Linked DNA regions of Mus musculus: regions 2, 3, 4 and 5 are each linked to region 1. A link is a contact called in public HiChIP or PLAC-seq and promoter capture Hi-C data. All regions are on one chromosome and are shown on one strand. The core of a region is the stretch at or near the end of the contact, and the rest is flanking DNA. Distances in the headings are between cores, read along the strand shown.

Region 1 (2,614 bases), core at 46-2,545:
AGATCTCTTCTGGCATCCTTGGGCGCACACACGTTAAAAGTAAATAAAAATGAATAATAATAGTTTGTAATTATATTCAACATCGTCTGAGCTGTCTGGTAAGTCATTACCTTAATGAGACCATCTCCTTGGGCAAAGCATGGGTCCTGCACAAAATCAAGCACCTCAAGTGTCAGCTGATGCCACAACCTACAAAACAAAAAGCCCTCAGTCCCACATCCTAATGTGAAGAAAAGGATGCCTTCAGCCTTGACGGTCCCATCAAACACCAAGTATTTCCCAGGTCCCACTGCACAGCCAGGAGTTAAAGCAAGCGCCAGCCAATTCAAGCCTATTTCTGGACTGACTTTGCTTGCACCCCCTAGTCACTTATCCTTTCAAGACTCAGTTTTCTTAGGTAACACTGGAGAACACTTTTTGAGACAGCGTCAACTCCCACTCTGAGTGTCAACTGGAATTCCAATGCCACAACCTACAAAACAAAAAGCCCTCAGCCCCACATCCTAATGTGAAGAAACGGATGCCTTCAGCCTTGAAGGCATTGGTTGTGACTTTAGAATTCTACAGCTATATTTTGAACTCCATTCTCTCTTACTTATTAGCTGAATACCTCACAGAATAGAAAACTGATATTCAATCTTATCTGTCAATAGGAAGGATGAAATAAGCCAATACTTTAAAAAAGCCAATATATGAACCTTTAGGACACCGAAATAGCATACTTCATACCAAGACTAAAGGATAATATTTAATAATAGAGATAAAAGTGTTTTGAAAAACACAAAATGTTACACCATATATAGGCAGGTACATACTAAACACTGAAAAATTTCTCTTGAAATCACTAAGAGTTTTAACTGCTGGACATTGTCATGTGGAAAGGTTCTGAGGAAGAGGTGTTTTTTCATAGGCAAATTCTTATATCAAAGTCAGCAATTCGTAATTGTTCTTATCAAAGCTGGTAAGGCTGGAACGCAGGGAGTCTAGATACAGAACCCTGTTAACAGCTCTGCTCCTAAGGCTATCTCGACCCCTTTCCTCCACATCCCTGACCCTCCGGACTGATCAGAGCCCCTGGCCCTCCCACAGTCCTCTCCCTCCCGCCCCAGCCTCGGAGCTCACTTCTTCGTGTACAGCTCTTCCAAACGGTGCCAAACGGCAGCCTGGCCCGGCCCGGAGCTCTGACTCTGCTGTAAGAAGGCCGGCACATCCTTCATGATTGCAGAGAGCTGGGAACAACACAAGCACTAAGCAGTCAGAACCGGCAGGGATGGCGCACGGAAGTGCTCGCTCACTTCCGGCACCGCGGGCGCGCGGGGCATGCTGGGAGCGTCCCACTAGCCTCACGGGTTGCGGTCGTCAAGGTAACCGCGTTCTTGACTTCCGCTAAACTTCTCCCGGGTTTCTGGCCCTGCCCTTGAGGCATTAAAGAGTAGAGGTGCCTGGGGACAGCTAGCCACTGACTGGTCACGTAGCCTCAAGCCTGCAGACTTGGGTCCTCTGAAACCGGATGGCGTTTGGCGAGGACTAGGTGTGATGCAAATCGCTCAGAGAGCATTAGTTATCACCCGCCTACTCAAGGAGGTCGAGAGCGGCGTAAAACGATGAAATCTCCCGGTTTGGCTTCCCAACCAATAAGTCAGAGTCCCACAGAGGGAGAAGCTGCCAGCACCAGGCATAAACACAGCCTTCCACACTTCGGGTTATCGTGCGGGGGCTGGGCTGGGCTCGGCCGAGGGAAGGCGCCGGAGGGCGGCACTTGGCCAGAGGGGGGGCGGGAGTAAGAGTGCCGAGAGGGCGGGGCTTGGCTCACGGGGGCGGGGATTCGGATGGCGCTTGACCCTCTAGGCGCCGTCGTCCTGCAGAGCATCATGGCGCTAAGCGGTCGACTGGCATTGGCCGCGCTCAGACTGTGGGGTCCGGGAGGTGAGCCACGGCAGGGGAGACACGGGATCTCGCAGATAGGCTATCAGCGGCGTTTTAGGGGCGGGTAGCTGGAAGCAATTGTGGGAGTAAGGACCCGGCAGGCGCGCCCTTCTACAAGGTTTTGCTGACCGGCCATCACTACCTTCTCCTTAAAGGTGTTTTTCTATGTAACTATTGCAGCACAGTCTTTGAAATATTTTATAGAAGTTCGTTGTATGGATGTCTTATAATTTATATCACCATTTCCTTATTGAATACTTTCTAATCTTGAATTATTACAAATAACGTGATAAATAAACGTGTTTGCACCCCATTTGGACCACAAATTCTCAGTAGACAGCCTTGGGTAAGGTTACGTGGTTTGTATTATTTTGAGACTGGTCTCTTGTTCAAACTGGCCTTCAGCTGGCTGTGTGAAGGAGGATGACCTTGAACTCCGGATCCACCTTGCTTCCACCTCCCTCCAAGCGTCGGAGACTACAGTCACATGCCACCACATCCAGCTGTTACTTGTGTTTTAATTGTCCCCCATAAAGGTTGTGAAACTAAAAATTTTTACCAACAGTCATACTGTCTGCAAAATAGTAACATGTCTCATAGAGTCCTGAGAGTGATCAATAATAGGGATATTTTCAGTTTGAAATAAGTGAGTATATTAAGTTAGAGAGAAATCATCACACTGCATATT
Region 2 (2,614 bases), core at 81-2,580, 890 kb after region 1:
AGATCCTGTGTATGTGGAAGTCAGCCTTACCCGAGAGCTCTGGCTGCTGCCTACCTATTACAGCCTCGCAGTGAACACTGTGCTGATGCCTCAGGCAGCGGGTTGCTGCTGAGATTCCTAAGCCATTGCTACATTTCTGACCTTATCCACAAGGGTAGAAGAGTGACAGTAGCATGTGTGCCCCAGCTTAAATTCTTAGGTACGATCTAAGACTCCAACCCAACCCTGTAGTTTCCCATTATGGTCGAGCTGTCAGGCTCTGTTGGTAGTTTGGGTGTCTCCCTTTCCTCTTGGGTTACTTATCCCTTGTGGGGTAGAACTGTAAAGTCTGTGAGGTCTGACCACAGCTGTGCCCACAAGGATGTATAGCGAACAGTGCCACAAATAATAAACAGGCGTGACTACATTCCCAAGTGCCCTGGGTTCCCACAGTAACAGACCCACCTGGAGAAGCTGGAAGCCAGGCCATGGTAGGGGTGCTGAGAGCTCTGGCTCTGAGTCAGCTCTACCCTGAGGACATGAAAGACAGAATCCAGGAAAGGAGCCTGGTGCCTCGGGACCCCCTAACAGGTTAGGTAGGACCTCAAAGGATCAGTCAGGGGGCTGGCGAGATGGCTCAGTGGTTAAGCACGCCGACTGCTCTTCCGAAGGTCCCAAGTTCAAATCCCAGCAACCACATGGTGGCTCACAACCATCTGTAATGAGATCTGATGCTGTCTTCTGGAGTGTCTGAAGACAGCAACAGTGTACTTACATATAATAAATAAATAAATCTTAAAAAAAAAAAAAAGGATCAGTCAGGTTCCTCCCTGCATATGCCTCTCCAGTGAGGCCTCAGAAGCCTCGTGGAGCCGGGCAGGAGCTTTGGGAATGTCAGCTCCCACAAGTTGGTCCTGGGCCCACACTGCCTTTCTTGCCCCTGTCTGCATCTTTCAAGTGCCCAGAAAGTCAAAGGGTCCCCTTCTGAAATTTCAGGCTCATAAGTCACTTCCCCTCCAAAAGTCATCTTCCTCCAGCTAGACTCCACCCAGTTAGCACTCCCAAAGCTCTGCCATGGGAGGCAATCCCACAATCTCCCCACCAGGACTGGGAGCTTGTAGAACTGCAGAGTTGCTCAAATTGGTCTGTTTACCATCTCCATCTCCCATGAATTTTGTCCAAAATCATGGGAGATCAATAGGAGCTACCTAGAAGTTACTTCGGAGGGGCCTCTGTAACTCCAGACTGCCCTGGAGGCTGGTTGCTGCCAACTGGGTGTTGGTATAGAGGTGTGTACTTCTTGCCCCGCCTTGCTCCGCCCCGCGGTCCAGTGATTGGCCAGTTCCGATCAGTGGGAAGGGCACTCAGAAAGAAGTACCAGGCCAGTGATGAAGAGAGTACTTTGTGGAACCTCTAGGGTTAGTGTGCTCCAGATCCCATCATGCTTGGCCTCTGGCTGCTCAGCGTCTTATGGACACCAGGTGAGTGATGACTACTTGATTTCAAGGAGCCTATTCATTGCTTGGTGGTGTGCCTAGTGGCCATGTACCATGATCAGCTCACCTTGCCTCCCTGGAGTTGGTCTGGTCCCTGGGTATGGAGAAAGTAGGTAGGAACAGAAAAAGTCAGAATTGAGATTTTTTTTTTTTTTCAAAAGTGAAATGTGAGAGAAATTGTTTCCTGGGATTTTTCTTTTTTCATTGAGCTAGTTACAGGAACAGTAGTGACATCACTAGGCGTGGCACTTACAGGACAGCTTCCCTTGCTGCTGTAGGAGTCCCAGGCAGCAAGGTTCACCTTTGGGATCCTGGGGGATGCATAACTCTAGCTAGGCGGGGACAGAAGCTAGAGGCACGATGGTCCCAGTTCTCTAGCAGCATGGGATCCTGCCTCCCACTGGGAGGCTTGGTTTTCCTGTCCTGGGAGGACCCTGGCTGGAGTGGTCTCTTCTCTTACCTCTCAACCCTGGGGTTAAGTGGCTGTGCCCCTTGCCTATGCAAGAGATCAGCAGGTGGTCTCTAAAACTGGACCTGCCTACAGATAGGTGCTCTCTAAACCAGTCCCCCATCAGTTGTTGAGCAGGAAGTTTTCCGGTGGGAGAGAAAAGCCTGAGGGAGGGTGTGTGTTCATCAGTTAGCTACGATCATGTAGCTAAGGTCAACTCTAGATGTCTGGCAGGCAGACCATAGGGCCTACATGTGTTCTGCCTGTGTAGGTTCAAACAGGCACTGGGGAAGGGTGGGGTGAGTGGATGAGGTTCTTCTGGGGGCACTGTGCCCAGGTGTGCTGGGCTCAGACAGCTTGACTCTGGTGTGATGGAGCTGGTGGTTTAGGCACAAAGCTCTTATCTGGGCCATGGGGTCAGATCCCATTGCTGGCACTGAGCCTTGTGGTGAATACCCAGATAAAAGAGCTAACTCTGGCTAGACACTGCTGGACCTCTGACCCCCCTTTCTCCTGAAGCAGTAGCCCCTGGACCTCCTTTGCCCCATGTGAAACAGTATGAAGTGGTTTGGCCTCGGCGCCTAGCTGCATCCCGCTCCCGCAGAGCCCTGCCCTCCCACTGGGTAAGTCTACCCATTAGCCTGGCCACACAACCTGTGTCTTTAAAAGGACCGGCAGTCTCTGGAGGCTG
Region 3 (2,614 bases), core at 41-2,540, 560 kb before region 1:
TGGCCTCCAACTCAGAAATTCGCCTGCCTCTGCCTCCCAAGTGCTGGGATTAAAGGTGTGTGCCATCACTGCCCGGCTGTGATTTTTTTTTTTTTAACTGTAAAATAATACCCAAAATAGCTGGAGAGATGGCTCAATGGTGAAGAGCTCATTTGCAGATTAAAGGCAAATACCACCATGCTCATTAATATAAACTTAAGGAATATTCCTAGGATGATTGCTTTTGAGACAGGTCTTGCTGTGCAGCCCGGGGCAGCAGTTCTCCCATCTCAGAAAGGCACTGCACTTGAGGTGAGCACAATTAGACTAAGCCCCTGGGGCTGGTTTTTATAAAGCACCATCTGGCACCTTTATGGAAACAGTGAGAAAGAGGCAGGTGCTAGAATGGAAGCAGAGAGGCCTTGCAGGAAGCTTGCCCATCACTTAGACTGTAGAACAGTCACTTGGTCATTTCCAGTCCACCAGCTCCACTGAGGATTCTGGGTGTTGGCTTCAATATTAATCAACTAAAGGACTTAGGCAAGTTCTTTTTTGGTTTTTCTAGACAGGGTTTCTCTGTATAGCCCTGGTTGTTCTGGAACTCACTTTGTAGACCAGGCTGGCCTCGAACTCCCGAGTGCTGGGATTAAAGAAGTGCCCACCACGCCCAGCAGGCAAGAACTTCTATCTCAAGTTTGTTTGTGTTGAGACCCACCTAAGTCAGGGAGGAAAAGCCAGGCAACTCACTGCCTAGGTAGGGAGTTGGCCCACAGTAATGATCAATGGTTAGCTCCAATAAGCTGGACTTCACTGCAAAGCCTGAGATGGAAGTCCTGGAGACTCTGAGTCTCAACCTTCCTAATGCTTTGACAGTTCCCATGATGTGGTGACCCCAACCATGAAATTATTCCTGCTACTTCATCACTGTAATTTTGCTAGTTATGAATCACAGTGTAAATATCTTTTGGAGATATAAGTTTGTCAAAGGGGTCGCGACCTACAGACTGAGAACTACTTTCCTAGAGCGGTTCCCCCCAGGAAGCCAGCATTCAAGGTTCTAGCTTCTAGCAAGGAGTGTGACAATACTCTGTTAACCCAAAATTCCTGTCTTAGAATGCACTTGAGACCCAGACTATGCAGTGCCACCACAGGTCTGGGGTTGCAGAGATCTGAAAGTGTAAGTTTTCCTGCGGGTCACCGGCTTCCCTTAGTGCGAACAACAGAAAAGGAAGGAGCCATAAGAACCTCGGAGAATTCCTACTGGCTAGCCCGGAGGGGCGGAGCCCGACGGGTGGCCCGCCCGGAAGCGCGCCGGCGGGAAGGCAGCACAGAGCGCGCCTAGACTGGCGGGGAGATCAGCGTGGCAGGTACTCAATGGGAGGCGGGAAGTTTGCTCCAGAGGCGGGACCAAAGCGATTCCTCACCTACCGAGACCCCCTCTGCTTTCCCCATTTGACGGAGGTGTGAATTGGGAATTGTGGCTCAAGAGTGTCTACTAGGGACCGCGATATGGGACCCTAGCACAAGAACCCCAAAGTCCTCTTGGCTCCCCTTCGCACTGTTTACTGACCCTCTCGGGCACAGTGAACGTCTGCAGTGGAAGAAGGTTCTGGGTTCTCCCCATGCATTTGGGTGTGAAGATAGAAAGTGTGTCCTTATTTCCAGAGCCCTGTAGGGATCAGGGATCACTTGGGCAGATTCCAGAATTGAGGTGGAAACCCTCTCCTTGTCCTTGATCTAAGCAGAGTTCTCCAAGCTATGCTGTTCAGAGTCGCCCTGCCTGGTGCCCCTCCCAGGCAGAAGGATCCAGCACAGATGCAAGCCGTAGGGCTGCAGTGACCACTCCACTCACTACCCCTTGTGCCCAGGGTTCTTGGGCTGGTGGTCTCAAGAGCTCCCGGGTTTCCAAGCTGAGTTATTGTTGCTCTGACCTGGAGGGGGAGCTGGTCCCCTACAGCCTACTCCTCCCCCTGCTTCTCCAGCTTCTATCAGCCTTGCCTAAGCAGGCTTGCTTGGCAAGCTGGGACATGTCTGGTCCCCGAGGACCTTCCATGGGTGATGGCTGCAGTGTTGGAGGGGCAGGAGCCGGAGGAAACTGCAGCTGCTGCAGAGGATGCTGCAACATCCACCTTGGAGGCTGTGGATGCCGGGCCTGGAGCACCTTTTCTCCCGGCTGGGAACCAGTTGAACTTGGACCTACGCCCAGGGGGCTGCCATCGGCTACAGTACCTGTGTTCCCAGCAGCCCCCACAGCTGCTGCAAGTGGAGTTTTTGCGGCTCAGCACCCATGAGGACCCTCAGCTGCTGGATGACACCCTAGCCAAGGTTCCGTGGAGTCTGCTGCGCCTTCGCTCCCTGGTCCTCAAAGGTGAGTACCCTTGCTCCTTCCTGACCCTGTCCTCATCTCTGTCCAGCTTTGACTCTACTTCTTGGACACAAAGGCCATCCTTGTCCCAGCCCTAACTCCAAACCTCTCTTCTCCCCGCACATCAGGTGTGAACCCCTACCCCACAACTGTCCCTTGTCCTTAGCCCTATCACCTTCCTCCCCCAAAGTGAGGCTCGCTGGGCTCTGTCTCCTGAGCCTAGAACCCTGAATGTGCCCAGCCGGGTCTCTGTAGATCCCAGTTTTCCTG
Region 4 (2,614 bases), core at 44-2,543, 560 kb after region 1:
TATTGCTTGTTCTCTCTCCTCTCAGAGGTGTAAGGACCATGGTGCCACCAGACACACTTCTCAAGTCCAAACTAAGAGGACTTAGTCCAATATCCGGGTCTGGGTGATTTTCTCCAATGCATGATACCAAAAAGCTCTACGTAAGAGATAGCTACCCAGGATATAAACACACAGCCTACCCCAAACCTGGATGTCCTCACTTCCAAAAGAAAATGGCCAGTGGCTCCTCCAATGAGAGCACAGAAGATGTACATCCATATGAATTACCTATCTGTTCTCTGACAGGACATCAGATTCTCAGTCACACATCCCAAATAGTTCATCAACAGCTTGATCAAGTCACATTTGTTGCCTTCTGCCTCCTCATTGGAAACAGGGAAATAACTTTTTGAGGGCAACTTTGACATCCTTGTTCCTTAGAGAATAAATGGCGGGGTTCAGGGTAGGGCTGACTGCTGTGTACAATAAAGCAACTACTTTGCCATTCTCCAAGGAGGATCCGGAGCCAGGCTGCAAATAGGTGTAGATGACGGTGGAGTAGTACAGGACAACCACCACCAGGTGGGCAGAGCAGGTAGAGAAGGCTCGCTTCTTGCCCTCTGTGGAGCGGATGCGCAGGATGCTGGTGATGATGAAGCTATAGGATATCATAGTCAACAGAAAGTTGACCACACCAAAATAAACATCTGCAATGACAATCATGATGTTGTTGAGGGTGGTTGGGCTGCAAGACAGAAGCAGCAGTGTTGGGACTTCACATAAAAAGTGACGAATTTGGTTGGGGCCACAGAAATTGAGTCGTGCCATCAAGCCAGTGTGCACAGATGTGCTGGCTGCACTGATGACCCACACACTGCCGGCGAGCAGGACACAGATGGGCCAGCTCATCAGCATGCTGTAGTGCAGTGGGCGACAGATGGCCACATAGCGGTCATAGGCCATGGCAGTGAGCAGCAGCAGCTCAGCCCCTAGAAACCAGGTCAGGAAAAAGAGTTGGGTCATGCATCCCTTATAAGAAATGTGGCTGCTCTTACCCACCAAACCCTCCAGCAGCTTGGGAAGAACAGTGGATGTACAGACGATGTCCAACAGGGCCAGGTTTGCAAGGAAGAAGTACATGGGGGTGTGAAGGCTTGAGTTGAGGCTGATGGCTATGATGATGAGGGTGTTTCCTGCAAGAGCCAGGATGTAAAGAAGCAAGAAAAAGGCCAAGAAGAGAGCCTGGAGCCCAGGGTCCTCAGAGAGTCCCTGCAGGACAAACTCCACCACAGTTGTGTAATTGTTTATTTCCATTTGAGAGTGAGTCCTGGGAGTTACTGTGACACAGATGGGATGGTCAAGGAGACACCAGGTGTGAGGCAGCCATCATTTCACACTGGGTTCAGACAGCCGTGAGTAGGAGTGCTTCTCAATGCTCTGTTTCTGTAGAATTGATAACATCATCTCTCAACACAGTGTGACAGTGTGAGCATGAACTCTCCACTCTGTACACAGTAGACCCAGAACAGAAGGAACCCCTGCCTGTGATGGGCAATATCCATCTACAGCTTCTGTTTGATTTAACATAGATCATGCCCTATGATACTCTGAGAACTGGAGCTCCTTTCAGCATGTACACCAGGCAGCTAAGGCATACTAAGGGGCAGTCTGTTCCACAGCATAGACCTTTTGAACCTAGAGAAGACCAACCTTATCAAGGAGTGGGCCAGGGTTCTCAGAGGCAGGCATAAAAACAGTTCCAGGATGTATGTTTTGGGGTCGTGATAGATTCAGAACACGAAGCTGTTACAGAATGGCATGTAGGTGGTACAGATGGCCCTGGCTCTTGGGGAATGAATATAACCCTTTTGTAAATACCAGAACTGTCTATTTCTACGTGGCCACTCTAAATCACTCCCTTGAGGATGACAAACCCAGCGAGGACAACAGGTATCACTCACTACCCTGGGAAGGCTTGTGCCTGCCAGAGAAGGTATCAGGCTGTGCCAGGACTGGAAACAACATGAAAGGCATGGACCTGGCTTCACGCCAGCCCCCAATTTCTAGGCTATCACTCCTACCCAGCTTCAAGTCTATCTTCCCCTCACCTTATACACATATATCTCTAATCATCCAGGACTCTCCAAGCATATGGGCCTCTCAGGTAGAGAAGAATAGGAACTGATCAGCATGCAGAGAAAGAGCTCTGCCCCTTTCTACTATCTGATGGGAATGAGCAGGCCCACACCCATCCTGGAGACTCCATGAGTGGGATGTTGGCTACATGAAAACAAAGAAGTCACAAAGGGTATGTGAAAACAAAGAAGTCACAAAGGGTATGTGCTGAACAAGGAAGACACTTTCCCCCTGTGATTGCACAGATCAAGGTCTTTCTCCTACAGGGTGAACTTAAGAGAAGGACCTGAGCCTATGATTCCCCAACCCCTCCTATTGAAGAGCTAAGCTACCCATAGAAACTTCAAGACCCATACTTGTGCCCACAAAAGGAAAGATTTATCTGTGAGCCTTCCCTGCAGATCCCAGGGGCCTCATACAGAAGGCAGGGCCTCTCAACTGAACCCCCCAAATTCCCTCTGTCTACATCTCAACCCTAGTAACTGTCTGCTTCTAACTA
Region 5 (2,614 bases), core at 86-2,585, 530 kb before region 1:
AAAAAAGAATGAAGAATCCAAATATTTTTATCTCCTTCACCTTGTAAGACTTTTATGCAAATGTTTAATCCTTTCCACCTAGTAAAAGCTTTGTTTACCCAAAGGTGTATTTCTCTATACTAGCCTGGAACAGTGATTCTCCTTCAGTCAGGGACTGCTTTCCCCTCCTCCATTTCTTGTATGTTGAGTCTTTCCCGACTAGTTAATAAGATTGTGAGGTCGGACTCCAGTCAGTGGGCAAAAGAAACAGCCACCACCTGAGTTAAAACAAAATCAAATGCTCTTCCTGTCTTGGGGTGCTGTTCACCATTTTCTCCAGCACACTCTTCCTCAAGGGTAAAATTTGCCCTGTCTATACATTTCCCTGGAATGGTAGTCTCTTTACAAAATTATATCTAATACCTGGGCGTTGAATTCAATATAAATACTTTTCTCCACAAGACTCAAGCTTACTGCTGGCTCTGCCACTTCTGGTGCCTTAATGTTACTCTGGAGGCAGCACAAAGGTGGAACTGTGTGAGTATGTGGACACTAGCCAATCTGACCCCTTCAATTTCAGGGTTTCATGTCAATAGATGGGGATTTAATAAGGATGGCTAGTCAAGCTTGTGGCTTGTGAATCTTCAAAAGTCGCCACTCAGACAACACACAATCCTGGGCTCCAGGTTCCTTTTCCTAAGCCCCAGCAGGAGTCCCACAGAAGTAAATCGCTTTAGATACAGGTTGGCCTCCCCAATCTGGTCTTTTCCTCAGGAAACTCAACAGAACCTCCAGAGGCGTCCACAGCTCAGGAAGTGACATTCCATCCTCTATAGGAACATACAAAACTCAACCGACCCAGGTATCTTCTGGATCTTCACAAACCGGCAGAGGAAGACCCGCCCACATACGACCCAACTCTGTGCCCCTCACCCTGTCCGCCCGACCGGTCATCGCTCCCTGACACACTTAGCCAGGCTCAACTTTCGGGCAAAGGCCCAAGGCGTAGTAGCTCTGTGGTAGACTCGGACTCGGAAACATCTACCCGGCCCACTGGGTTTAATTGATGTGCCCTAGGGCCACAAGTCTGTACCGGTGGCTTCCAATCAGGAAACGACCACTCAGGGACCCAGGGCGTATCCTCCCCCGCCTCCGCCTCCAACCCCCGCCCCGCTCCGCCCCGCTCCGCCCCCGCTCAGTCCCCGCCCCTCGCATGCTTGCCACTCAACCACTACCCCATGCGCATGCGCAAACTGCCCCCATCTTCACTCAATTTCCGCGTTGTTTCTCCCACCCCACCTTGCACCCTGCCGGCGAGCCCCGCCCTTCGTGCCTCACGCATGCGCATTCCGCTCTCTGCAGGCGAGCCCCGCCCCGCCCCATCCCTCGCACAAATATCCGCCTGGGCTGTAGCCATGGCGTCCGAGCGGCTGCCAAGCAGGCCTGCGTGTCTCCTGGTGGCCAGCGGCGCTTCCGAAGGTGAGGCGCGCAGGGCAGCTGTGTAGCTCACTGGCCTGCAGTCCTGACTCTGGGCAAACGTTTGTGTTTGTGGAGTTGAGATTCTGGGACCCTGCATCTGTTTCTCTGGCGCAGGCCTACTATGTTGTCTGCGCTGGCAGACAGGGACGGTCAGCGGCTGCAGAGATGACCCTGCCCCCGAGTGAGCCGCAGGGGCTTGGTACTCTCTCTGCCCGTGTTTTCTGCCTCTCTGTTACCCCCTATCTTGGGTTTATCTTCGTGCACCTCCAGGAAGCGATCCTGAAAGAGGTTGCTCGAAAGAGCTGCATAAAAGGGACCCTCACGCAGAAGGGGTCTGTTGGCTTCATGTTCCAACTGCCCGGTGTGTGTCAGGGGCGCTGGGCAGATGATTACTTCACGGGTCCTTAGGGAACCGACTGGCCCGAGATAGTCTCTGTGGGGAGGTGGAGCCCAGGGCTGCGGCCCGGGGTTTCCCTCTGGATTCCTATAGACCTCTGCAAGTGGGTGTGAGCGCGAGGGTACGTCGGGATCTTGGACTGATGAATTTCTGGGTTCCACACTGAAGCGTCCCAGGTGAGGGTGGGAGGGGCCTGAGGGTGCTGCTCCTCCCTGGAATAGAGGTAAAAGAGAATCTACAGCAGCTCCTAGGTAGGCCTTCCTTGAGAGTCGGAAAGTGAGGGATTGAGAAGCTAAAAATTATCTTTAATCCCAGCACTCAGGAGGCAGAGGCAGATGGATCTCCAGGAGTTTGAGCCCGTCTGGAACTTATATAGCAAGTTCCAGGCTAGCAGGAGTACACAGTGAGGTCTGACTCAAAATATTAACCAAAACAAAATCCACAAGCCAAAAGCCTAGTGTCAGAGTTGGAGGCAGGAGGATAGAGAGGGCAATGGCTACATGAGATGCTGTCTTTAAAAAAATGCTAGGGGGCTGGTGAGAAGGCTCAGCGGATAAGAACACTGACTGCTCTTCCGAAGGTCCTGAGTTCAAATCCCAACAACCTCACAACCATCCTTAACAAGATCTGACTCCCTCTTCTGGAGTGTCTTAAGACCCACAGGGTGTCTTAAGACCAGGATGGGAGAGAGCAACCATTTGGTCTGAAGACAGCTACAATGTACTTATTTATAATAACAAATAAACCTTTGGACTGGAG

Evidence for each region. Promoter capture Hi-C pulls out the DNA fragments that hold promoters and counts their contacts. HiChIP or PLAC-seq counts read pairs in DNA pulled down with a chosen protein or histone mark.
Region 2: an H3K4me3 HiChIP or PLAC-seq map of embryonic forebrain shows a contact between it and region 1, with 9 times the contacts expected there. The contact joins the promoter of Adam8 here to the promoter of Psmd13 in region 1. A contact is called at or near these places in 11 of 39 promoter capture datasets (the 3T3-L1 cell line, 3T3-L1-derived adipocytes, the C10 cell line and 7 more), 1 of 484 Hi-C or Micro-C datasets (bone marrow-derived macrophages), 7 of 115 datasets of contacts at active chromatin or transcription factors (bone marrow-derived macrophages, embryonic forebrain, forebrain and 3 more) and 2 of 9 other capture datasets (embryonic stem cells and liver).
Region 3: a promoter capture Hi-C map of pre-B cells shows a contact between it and region 1. The contact joins the promoter of Pidd1 here to the promoter of Psmd13 in region 1. A contact is called at or near these places in 4 of 39 promoter capture datasets (the C10 cell line, cranial neural crest, liver and 1 more), 4 of 484 Hi-C or Micro-C datasets (CD4 T cells, CD8 T cells, double positive thymocytes and 1 more), 2 of 115 datasets of contacts at active chromatin or transcription factors (astrocytes and bone marrow-derived macrophages) and 3 of 9 other capture datasets (adipose tissue, embryonic stem cells and pancreatic islet).
Region 4: a contact with region 1 is called in an H3K4me3 HiChIP or PLAC-seq map of the SCID.adh cell line, with 6 times the contacts expected there. The contact joins the promoter of Olfr525 here to the promoter of Psmd13 in region 1. A contact is called at or near these places in 2 of 39 promoter capture datasets (hippocampal neurons and stem cell-derived epiblast-like cells) and 1 of 115 datasets of contacts at active chromatin or transcription factors (the SCID.adh cell line).
Region 5: a contact with region 1 is called in a promoter capture Hi-C map of pre-B cells, with 9 times the contacts expected there. The contact joins the promoter of Gatd1 here to the promoter of Psmd13 in region 1. A contact is called at or near these places in 9 of 39 promoter capture datasets (the C10 cell line, cranial neural crest, hippocampal neurons and 4 more), 2 of 484 Hi-C or Micro-C datasets (CD4 T cells and embryonic stem cells), 5 of 115 datasets of contacts at active chromatin or transcription factors (extraembryonic endoderm stem cells, large pre-B cells, microglia and 2 more) and 1 of 9 other capture datasets (liver).

The regions. Positions count from the first base shown.
Region 1 is chr7:140,881,075-140,883,688 of GRCm38.p6, reverse strand. Psmd13 (proteasome (prosome, macropain) 26S subunit, non-ATPase, 13) reads right to left here and starts at 1,295. Exons shown (of 13, transcript NM_011875.4): 1 at 1,123-1,295; 2 at 111-189. The coding sequence starts at 1,217. It overlaps Sirt3 (sirtuin 3), which reads left to right and starts at 1,820. Exons shown (of 7, transcript NM_001127351.1): 1 at 1,820-1,926.
Region 2 is chr7:139,991,278-139,993,891 of GRCm38.p6, reverse strand. It overlaps Adam8 (a disintegrin and metallopeptidase domain 8), which reads left to right and starts at 1,330. Exons shown (of 24, transcript NM_001291066.2): 1 at 1,330-1,460; 2 at 2,446-2,546. The coding sequence starts at 1,421.
Region 3 is chr7:141,442,701-141,445,314 of GRCm38.p6, reverse strand. Pidd1 (p53 induced death domain protein 1) reads left to right here and starts at 1,290. Exons shown (of 16, transcript NM_022654.2): 1 at 1,290-1,346; 2 at 1,962-2,347. The coding sequence starts at 2,038.
Region 4 is chr7:140,321,380-140,323,993 of GRCm38.p6, reverse strand. It overlaps Olfr525 (olfactory receptor 525), which reads right to left and starts at 1,293. Exons shown (of 1, transcript NM_146956.1): 1 at 364-1,293. The coding sequence starts at 1,293. The coding sequence ends at 364.
Region 5 is chr7:141,412,846-141,415,459 of GRCm38.p6, reverse strand. Gatd1 (glutamine amidotransferase like class 1 domain containing 1) reads left to right here and starts at 1,335. Exons shown (of 8, transcript NM_172116.4): 1 at 1,335-1,458. The coding sequence starts at 1,395.